Linked DNA regions of Mus musculus: region 2 is linked to region 1. A link is a contact called in public promoter capture Hi-C data. All regions are on one chromosome and are shown on one strand. The core of a region is the stretch at or near the end of the contact, and the rest is flanking DNA. Distances in the headings are between cores, read along the strand shown.

Region 1 (5,315 bases), core at 1,625-4,124:
ATCCTTTTCAACCCTGGAGTTATTCACGTATGTCTTAACTAGCTTGTATAAGCTCTTGAACGTCACTTACTCTTACTAGTGTAAAAGGTTCTGTTTTCCCCACCACTGCCCTAGAAACCCCATCGCAAATAATCTCCAAAACCTCCACGGCCATTTGCACCCATCCACCAAGTCCTGAGGCCCCTCAGCCCGGTGTGCAAGGTGGTACTGTCTGGGAACAGGTTTATACTTTCCTTCTCTGGATTTTGATCCATTTCCTATGTGACAAAGACTCTTCCTTGTATGTGCGCGCACAGACCACCTGTTTCCACACTGATAGGCTGATAAAGCCTTTTAGAAACAGAATATGTTTCCCTGGCTTTCCTATGAGTAACCCTACCCTTTAAAATGCATCCATCAGCACAGTACAAAAAGAACACCTTCAAAGGAATTTCAGAATCAAAACCCCAGTCCATAGTCTTTGGCCAGGTTTCCATGATCTCCAGACTGTAGTCCCTGCTCCAGACATCCTTAGAAACAAGGATTTGCCTAGTTGATGGATTTACACATAGTTCCTATGGATGCCTTCTAAAGAGGCACCGCTATTACAACAACAGACTGAGCATTTAAGTGATGTCAGCCAAAGTGACGATACCGGGCTACCAAAACACAGGGCCAAGACCATCTGTGTTTAAACCACTCAGTAGGAATGCCAAAACCGCTAATGATGACACAAAGCAAAACTGGTTGTGACAGTACTCCTTGCCTTGAAGAACGAGAGCAAAGGGTGCTAGGACAGCTTAAGAAGAATGAGGACACTTGCCAAACAGAAAAGCAAGGCCAGGGGAGAGCAGTGTGGCCATTCCAGGCCAAAGAGTCACCTGCACTAAAGGAGGAGAGGCATTCCTAAAAGCTCCTCCCTAAACGAAGAACGAAGGCCCACAGCAAGAAGATGGCGATTGCAGGTGTTAAGGGATGAGCCTCACTGTCACTCTGACAGGATTTAGAATCACCATGGAGGTGGGAATTTGGGTGTTGTCTGTACAGGAGTTTCTAGGCTAAATGAAGTGGAAAGCCCGCTCTCTATGAGGGCAGCACATCATATGGACAGGGGCCCTGCCCTGAATCAAAAGGAGAATGGGAGCTGGGCAGCAGTGTTCATCTCTCTGTCTCCTGAGCACAGATGCAATGTGACCAGCCACCCCTGCCCCTGCCCCTGCCTTCCCATCACAGTGAGCCTAAAGTAACCCTTCTTTCTTAGCTCACTTTTCATGGGTATTGTGTTTGGTCAATGCATGCACATACTACTTGGCAGACTTCAAAGTCAAGTACACAGCTTTCTAAGAAGACAGACTAAGCTGTCCTAACACAACTAAAAACACAACTCTCCCTAAGACCAGCTCTCTTTTATGCCCATCTCTAGCCTGCTCTCAGGATCCTGCCAGCCAAAAAACCACAATTGAGCAAAATGTTCATTCTTCCACTGGCATTTCTGCACACACATCACACAAGGCCACGGGGCACAGAACCTGCCAATCGTCATCAAATCTGGTTGTTCTACATTAAAAGGAAAAGACTCTGAAGTGACAGGCCATTCAACAACATCTAAAGAGTCTAGGTCTCACGCATGGCTGTCCCACACCACCTTGTCCTTCAAGCACAACAGCCATCAGCATCTTAGCAGACGATGAGTCTACTGATGCGTCCCAGGGAGCAGAGGATCATCAGACCCTCACCTGAGATTAGGGCCACTCCCTCCAGCACCCCTTCCTCCTGGCCATATTTAATTTCTGTCTCTACCTGTGTTATGACCTAGGAGCAGCTCAGGCAAGTGTCCCATCTTCTGATATTGCAACACAAAGTTGTCACACACACAGTTCATGCTCAAGAAGCATCAATCAAGTTACAAGACGTCATACATAAAGTAAGTTCCGATTTGTACTGGGCCCCACTCACAGCTCTCCTGGGGCATATGCAGCCCGTGGGATACATGTGGGACATACCTGTCAGATAGAACAGAGAAGATAAATAAAGGCATGCTCCATCTATACAGCTAAGGAGAAGGAGTGAAGGGAAGTCTCACCCAGGCAGGGATGAGACTTTAGTGATACATACCTGTCTTAGGGTTTATTTCTGTGAAGAGACACCATGACCAATGCAACTCTTATAAAGGCAAACATTTAATTGGAGCTGGCTTACAGTTTCAGAGGTTCAGTCCATTGCCATCATGGCAGGAAGCATGGCATCCTGCAGGCAGACTTTGTTCTGGAGAAGGAACTCAAGAGTTCTAGATCTTGATCCAAGGGCAGACAGGAGATTCTTCAGCAGGCAGCCATGATGGGGCTCTCTTCTGCACTGGGCAGAACTTGAGCATAGGACCTCAAAGCCCACCCCCACAGTAACTCACTTCCTCCAACAAGGCCATACCTCCTAATAGTGCCACTTCCCATGGCCAAACATATTCAAACCATCACAATAGCTGTGTGGGGTCACCTGCATCCTATTTAGTAAGCCCAAATAAACCCACTCGTCCACTAAGCTAGTTAGACAGAATCATTACTTTGGTCTGTCATTGGTAACCTACCGGGGTTGGGGGCCAGAAGAAGGCATTAAATCCCCTAGAAATAGAGCTACAGGGAGCAGCCATGCGGGTGCTGGCAATACAGCGTAGTCATCTGCAAGAGCAGCAAGTGCTCTTAACCACTGAGCCGTCTCTCCAGTTCCCAAACCATCCTTGTAACCACCACTCATTCATCTCACAAAATAAGACAATTCAGATGTGTCAAAAACGTTAGTAAAGAACTTTCTTGGTTGTCAGAACCAGAGTGTAGAAGAAACAAAATACTAGTCTGTTCTATGTGATCAAATATGGGTAAATCATTACCCCAGACCAAACTCTCTTGAGGGCAAAAGCCACTCAGGCAAGGAACAGGACAGGACAGACTCACAGACCAATGGCAAGTATCAGATGTTACGATGACAACAGCCTTCCCCGCTCTCATCTCTAAATGTGCTTTAAATCCCCCCACATTTTCAGGAAGACTGAAAGTGTCCTTTTTATCAGACACAGACTCTGGAATTTGTGAGCCTCTCAGGGACAAAATTTATGTGCCAAATTGTGCCATTTGACACGTATGTCCCTCCTTGGGAGAGATATAATTTCTGTGGTCGATCTTAAAACCGTCTGTGGGAAAAGAAAGGGCCACCGAGTTGAAACTGCCTTTCTGATCTAAGAAGGGAACGGAAGCACGCCCTCCTTCCTCTGGACACTACTCAAACCACCTTCTGGCAGAGCTCTCTCGTGCTCAGGGTTTGTGACAAACTCACCCTCCAGCTGTGGCAGTGGGAGGCCTTCAAACCCACAACCAAAACTGAAAATTAACACAAGGCTGAACTGGAAGGAAGCCTGTAACCCTATCCCAGAGGGCCATGCTTCCTATGGTCAGTCAGTGTTCATATCATTCCTTTGTCTCCAACAGTGTCAGCTCTGAGGCGTTGGCTCAGCAATAGTACCCAGATTCCAATCCACATCTTAGGAATTCCTCGAGGCGTGGTGCCCTGGACACCTGTGCTAGAAGCGTCCTATATTCCTTTGTAATACGAATTTTCAACCCCCAAGTCCACGTGGATGTCTCTGCAGAGCCATTTGCTTGGTCCATGGCTGCTCCAGATCCCAGCCAATGTGGCTCAGTCCAGAGAAGGGTGGTTCCTCTTTATGTCCACGGTTAACTGAGTCACTGAAGAAGAAATGAAAACTGCACCAAGAGTCTGGTCACAGGAAAAAATTAAGAATGGGCTTGCAAGATGGCTCAGCAGGTGGAGGTGCTTGCTGCCAAGCCTGACAACCCGAGTTCAATCCCCTGGACTCCTACCAGTTATCCTCTGACCACCACACACACAAAGTAAACTAATAAGAATTACTTTTTGAACATTAAGGAATAAGAGAAGAAACAGGATCTCTGAATGCATGAGGCTCTGGGCTTAATCCCTGGGACTTGTCAAAGCAAGAAACAGCAAGAAAAAGAAAAAAGGGAGGTTTGTGTTCTAAGCTATGGGGTTTGGAATTTTTTGACATCAAAAAGTTTTTTTTAAGTTTATTACAGTAAGATGAGCTGTCATCAAATTTAAAACTGCATCCATGTGTTGCAGCCTAAGTGCAGAGCTCGTGCACAGGGCTGCATTACTCTAGGGAACAGAAGCCCCGCCGTTCCACAAAAATTGTGCTGTATATAGCCTGTTGCTATTTTGTCTCATTAGCATCATGTTTTCACTGTCCTTTTGCTAGTGTATAAATTATTCAACTGCACAAATTTCTCTGTGTTACAACTGCCTACAGAATTCAACACCGTAACATGTCGTACCACTCACTGGGCAGCCTATACTCTGCTGTATTCCACACAGTCAAAGGGTACAGCAAGCTCCACCACCACTTAGGTTTGGAAGTCCACACCGTGTTCACACAATGAGGAAATCTTCTAGAAACATGTTCCTCAGAACATATTCCTGTTGTAAAGAGACACAGGGCTTCACTGGTCAGTCCCATCCTCTTTGTAAGGCCATCTGAGCTAAGCTGCCGAGAAGGGCTCTGCAAAGAAGGGCCAGTTATCTGAATCCTCACTTGACAACAGATGACAGAGAGGCAGTTAGGTAAAGAAGAAGCCCAAGGAAAGAATGAGGCCAAAACCTTACACTGTGTCTAGAAACCATGTGTTGTAACCAAGTTGGAAACAAAATAACAAAATGGCACCTAGGAAGAGACCTGCAGACTTGTCCTGAGGCCAATACACAGGAGATCAGTAACAGGATTTCTAAACCTACCACTGCCTCTTTTTGTTCTTTTGGTTTTGCCAGGGTCTCTCGAGGCAGCCCAGGCCCAGCCCCCTGGGTGCTGAGATCACAGGTGTGTACCACCACACCTGCTGAAGATGCTTCTATTTCACATTTCACATGATGGAGGAAAATACCAGCCGTCCCAATTGAAGACTAGGATTATTATTGGTTAATGCTGTTGTAGAGAAAGGCTAACAGATTGCAGGAGCTCGCTTTCCTCAAAGCCTCTCCCAGGTACAGCTGCTGTTGGACAAAATTTAGCTAAAAGGTTACTTTCCTAAAATATAATTAAACATGTGTTAAGCACCTTTCCTCTAGTGATAAAATACCTGATTATGTCTCTGAGATGTCAGAGAAACAAAATAATTATCACTCCCTGTTTATGCTATAGACCAAAATACAGGTGTTTTCCAACACATGGGATCTTAAGTGCTGTAACTGACAGGTGCTGTAGCCCCTAAACCACAGCTGAGAGGATATGAAAAAGCAGAATTTATTAGTGCATG
Region 2 (4,881 bases), core at 1,481-3,980, 2.5 Mb before region 1:
TGCAAGACCAATGGGCCTCTCTTTCCAGTGATGGCCGACTAGGCCATCTTCTGCTACATATGCAGCTAGAAACACGAGCTCTGGGGGGTACTGGTTAGTTCATATTGTTGTTCCACCTATAGGGTTGCAGACCCCTTTAGCTCCTTGGGTACTTTCTCTAGCTCCTCCATTGGGGGCCGTGTGATCCATCCAATAGCTGACTGTGAGCATCCACTTCTGTGTTTGCTAGGCCCCGGCATAGCCTCACAAGAGACAGCATTATCAGGGTCCTGATTTTATATTTCCAATTCTAAGCCTGAAAGACTGAGGAAGACCCATTTCCAACTTTCCCTTTCTTATGTTGCTAATGAAATTCACCCAATCACCACACACACCAGTTTTAGGGTTATTGAATACCTAAAGAAACAGCGTCCTAGCTGGGCAGTGGTGGTGCATGCCTTTGATCCCAGCACTTGGGAGGCAGAGGCAGGCAGATTTCCGAGTTCGAGTTCGAGGCCAGCCTGGTCTACAGAGTGAGTTCCAGGACAGCCAGGACCACACAGAGAAACCCTGTCTCGAAAAACCAAAAAAAAAAAAAAAAAAAGAAAAGAAATAAAGAAAAAAACAGGGTCCTTTCCCAAGTCCTATGCCACACAGTCTAGGTAAGGGCCAGGCTTCCTCACTCATCAGCTCTCTAAACCCTGATACAAAGGACCAGGTCTGCCCTTTACTCTGTGTGACCTCGGACTAGTCACCCAAGTGGCTAGTTCCCGTTTTCTTGTACACCTGTACATTTCAAACACCCACCAGAGAGGCACCTCCCCCACAGAATGCAGGGAAAGAGCTCTGAGACTTTCTTGGGTTTTGCTCACTTTTTTTTTTTTTTTAAAGAATTGTTAAAATCCAGTATAGTGATATAGTCTTCAATCCCAGCACTGGAGAGGCATAGGCAGGTGTAATTCTGTGAGATTCCAGGATAGCCTGGTCTACATAATGAGTTTTAGGACAGCCAGAGCTACATAAATAGATCATCTCAAAAATAAATAAATAAATAAACAAAAATAAAAGAAAGAAAATAAAAATAAAGAAAGCGTTCCTGGAATAAACTTATCCATTCATTCCTACCCACTCAATTTCACAAGTTAAACAGAGCTACTGCTACAGGCTCCAGTCCTACCACCCAGATTCCAGTGTATCACTGCTTTACCAGTCAGATTTCACTGTTCTAACCATCTTAATCTGTAAAATAAACACAGGAAGCAGGCCAGCAGCCTTATCCTCAGATAAACAGGAATAATTTACTCACAAAAATTGTAAGTAACATATAATATTTCTAACTACACTATTTCCCCTTCCCCCTCCCCTGGAGTTTTAGACAATAGTACAGTCACCTTCAATGAACAAAAGAGACCAAGCAACCCAGACAGTTCACAGCCAGTACAGCATTTTTATCTTTCTGGAAGCTACCTATAAAAGACAAGAGCCACTGCTTGGCTCTTTGGGTCGCACGGGGGAAAAAAAAAACCGAGAGTAAATTAAGGAACAAGGGAACAAAGCTAAGTTATATTATTCAATCTAATAAAAAATTAATGAGAATCCACTGTGGGCAAGAAGACTTACAAGTTAGTAGTTCAAAAACTGTAATAAAAAGCCCCACAGGGGAAGTGCCAAGAGGTACAAAGTTCTCTGGGAGAGAGCTTCCAATCTCTTTAGTATCATCAGAAGAGACTAAAACATTCCGGAAAGGGACACTTACAGGATCAACCTGACTGGGAAGAAAACCAGAAAGAACTCCAATGAGAACTGTGGAAATGGACACTGGGACACACTATCTGCTTAGCCACAGCGTGGCTAAGCAAGATCGTTCAAAAAAAAAAAAAAAAAAACCCAAAAACAAAAACAAAACAGGCTAACCAAAGAAATATAGAAGAAAGACATGCAACAGAGTGGGCGAAAACTGGAGGCAGAAAAGTCAGCGACAACCAATGTTGACTTAAAACCTTGGCAACAAAACTCAGCTCAGCAAAACTGGATTGAGGACTTTCTACCTTCAAAGTCTCGTCCATCATCCACCCTCCCGAATATCCCAGCTCTTCTGGACCTCTCTTATCTGGACTTTAGAAACAGGGTCCTTTCCCAAGTCCTATGCCACACAGTCTAGTTAAGGGCCAGGCTTCCTCACTCATCAGCTCTCTAAACCCTGATACAAAGGACCAGGTCTGCTCTTCACTCTGTGTGACCTCGGACTAGTCACCCAAGTGGCTAGTTCTTCTGTCTTCTTGCCTGCAGATCAGTTTATTACGAAGAGACCCGGATCAGACTCGATGATTTCAGAGATTTAAAACCTTGAAAAAGCGCATATGGAGACACTGGACACGCGGTCCTTTGCGTAGATGGGGAAACTGAGGCACCGAGCACCCTGCCCTAAGGTCATAACAGCAATGTCGCTGTAAGATCCCTGCCACTGTTCGGCTCAGATCCCATGACTTCTAGTCCGGGGCTCTTTCTCCTTCCGCCCAGCTTAAGGGAGCTGCGGGGGGTCCAGGGTTCGGGAGGGAAAAGGACAGCGAACACGCCGGGTTTGGGAAAAGGAGGGGAGTGACCTTACCTTCACAGGGTAAGCCCCGCCGCCTTAGTCTTCCTCTCAGAACTGGATCCCCTAGTCCGGTACGGACTTCTACCAAGCCCCCGCCACTACTGCCCGGCTCGACGTGTCCCACGACCGCAGTAAAGGCCGCGGATTCCCGCCCTGGACCCGCCCCCTGGGTGATCCCACCAATCACCGCTCAGAACCTAGGAACTCCACCTCCTCGGAGGGCTGGTGAGGCCTTGCGTCACTGGGAGCTCACCTCCTCATTTGCCTTTGCTCCACCTCCTCCACCGCTGGGTCTCCTCTGGGCCTCACTACCCTGAGAGAGTTTGTCCTGCCGGAAAGCAGCTCGCCGCCACGGCGTTTTACGTTACCGGCGGTGACAGGCCCTGGGAACATCCAACTTCCTCCTCCCTTCAGCTGGGCGAAAGCCGACGTGATGTTCGGTGCCGGAGACGAGGATGACACCGACTTCCTCTCGCCAAGCGGCGGGTGAGTGATTGAGGAACGGGACCCGAGCGCTGGGCTGAGAGACTGGCGCGGTGGCTGCAGGGGTCGGGCTCTTCTCAGGCCGCTTCCCAACTTCCGGGTCTAGACAGACCCTCGGCGCGTTCCACCGCTCAGCCTTCGCATTCTGAGTAGCGGTGTCACCTCGGCCCGTCTGGGTTCAGGAACTGGAACCTCCCTTGACACCCTTTTGCTTTGTGAATCACACTTTCTCCAGTGAAATGGAGAGGATTGCTGGGGAGACTGCTTGCCTCGGAGTTTATATAGGAGTCAGCTCCTATAATAAATATACGAGCTGTAAACTCAAGAGACTTTCTCTTCCCCGAGAACAGGATGGTGACACTTTGAACCAGGACCTGGTGGGCCATCTCTGGCATCCTTCAAAGCCTACTTCAGAGGTTACCTTTTTGGTGATTCTTTGCTTTCACAGTCCCGGGAGGAATAGTCTGCTTCATCTTCCATATTTCCACAAGCCTTAGCACATGGAACCTACTGAAATCTAAGCCCTGACTGAACTGCTTATGGTTGCTCATTTCTGTCTAGGTCTCAGAACAGTAACTCCTGGTGCACATTGATTGCTCACGAAGTGCCTGCGAAATTATGCTTTTTAAGCCCTAAGGTGTAACGCCAATGGGAAAGACTATTCGTTTTCTTCTGCTTTCAAACATCATATATGCCATCTTGGGAGAGAAGTCTTTAACGGCAGGCTAGATCCACCCCACCCCCCCCCTTTAATAATTAGCTCAGTGTTTTCCCTTGCGTTGTCCTAGTGGACCTCATGTCTCCCTTCAGACTTGTTAACTGCAAAGCTCACATCTTTGCACAGCCCTTCTTTGAACGCCTGCTTTACAAGTTTTGTGCATAGTGATGAACCTACTTAAGAATGACTGACACATCATCCTACCAATAATGATTAGTCTCCTAGAATACTGGGCAGTCAATACAGGAGTGACCATAAGATGACTGGCTTTCTTTTGATTGTGTGTGTGTGTGTGAGAGAGAGATGTATGCATGTATGCATGTTGTGAACATCTTTGTTGAGGACAGAGGTTCAGTATCAGGGGTCCTTCTCTGTACACTTCCACTTTAGTTTTTGAGACAAGTTTTCTCACTGAACCTGAGTTTTCCATTTTGACTAGACTGGTTGTCCAGCAAGCTCCCAGTATCCATCCATCACCACACTTGTCTTTTTTTTTTTTTTTTTTTTTTTTTTTTTTTTTTGTGGTTGCTGGGGATCTGAACTCAATACAATAAGCACTTTACCCAGCCCCTCTTATTTGGTCTTCAGTACTTAAGATCTTTTGACACCCAGTGAGTGGCTCTGCATTTCTCTCTGACCAGCACATTCTCCCGGGACCCCTGGGAATGCCTGCACCCACTTAGCCCCACTTTGAATTCATTTAGTTGCTCCATTACTTTTGAGTTGACTGGGCATTGTATCCTTTCTTTCCTATGTTATCCAAAACATTTACAGCCTCTGCTGCTGTTGGCTGGACATTCAGCTACAGCCTGTTTTATGTATGCCTGTGTATGGGGCCTTTTGAATATCTTCAAGGTTTGTTTATTTATTTGTGACATGGTTTCACTATGAAACCCTGGCTGGAATTCTTTATATAGACCAAGCTGACCTTGAACTCACAGGATTCTGCCTGTCTTCCCCCTGGATGATGGGATTAAAAAAGCATGTGCCATCACACCCAGTCTCAAGGTATATTTTAATTTCATAATCTTTAGTATGTGAGAATATTTGAAGACAGTTTATGAAGGTATTTTAAGGCTTCCAACTTTCATGCATCAAAGAATCT

Evidence for each region. Promoter capture Hi-C pulls out the DNA fragments that hold promoters and counts their contacts.
Region 2: a promoter capture Hi-C map of liver shows a contact between it and region 1, with 5 times the contacts expected there. The contact joins the promoter of Slc31a1 here to the enhancer-like site in region 1. A contact is called at or near these places in 3 of 39 promoter capture datasets (cranial neural crest, embryonic stem cells and liver) and 3 of 115 datasets of contacts at active chromatin or transcription factors (embryonic stem cells and large pre-B cells).

What each region holds. Positions count from the first base shown.
Region 1 is chr4:59,843,015-59,848,329 of GRCm38.p6, reverse strand. All of the region lies in intron 1 of Snx30 (sorting nexin family member 30), which reads right to left. Among named protein-coding and RNA genes, the nearest start is that of Snx30, 40 kb to the right of the region's middle. Within about 2 kb of position 2,874, at least 67 of the 459 cell types and tissues checked have an H3K27ac peak or open chromatin away from gene starts, as enhancers often do. A contact at or near this core is called in liver, where this site is marked.
Region 2 is chr4:62,358,550-62,363,430 of GRCm38.p6, reverse strand. Slc31a1 (solute carrier family 31, member 1) reads right to left here and starts at 2,730. Exons shown (of 5, transcript NM_175090.4): 1 at 2,588-2,730. It overlaps Fkbp15 (FK506 binding protein 15), which reads left to right and starts at 2,835. Exons shown (of 28, transcript NM_001045528.2): 1 at 2,835-3,061. The coding sequence starts at 3,009.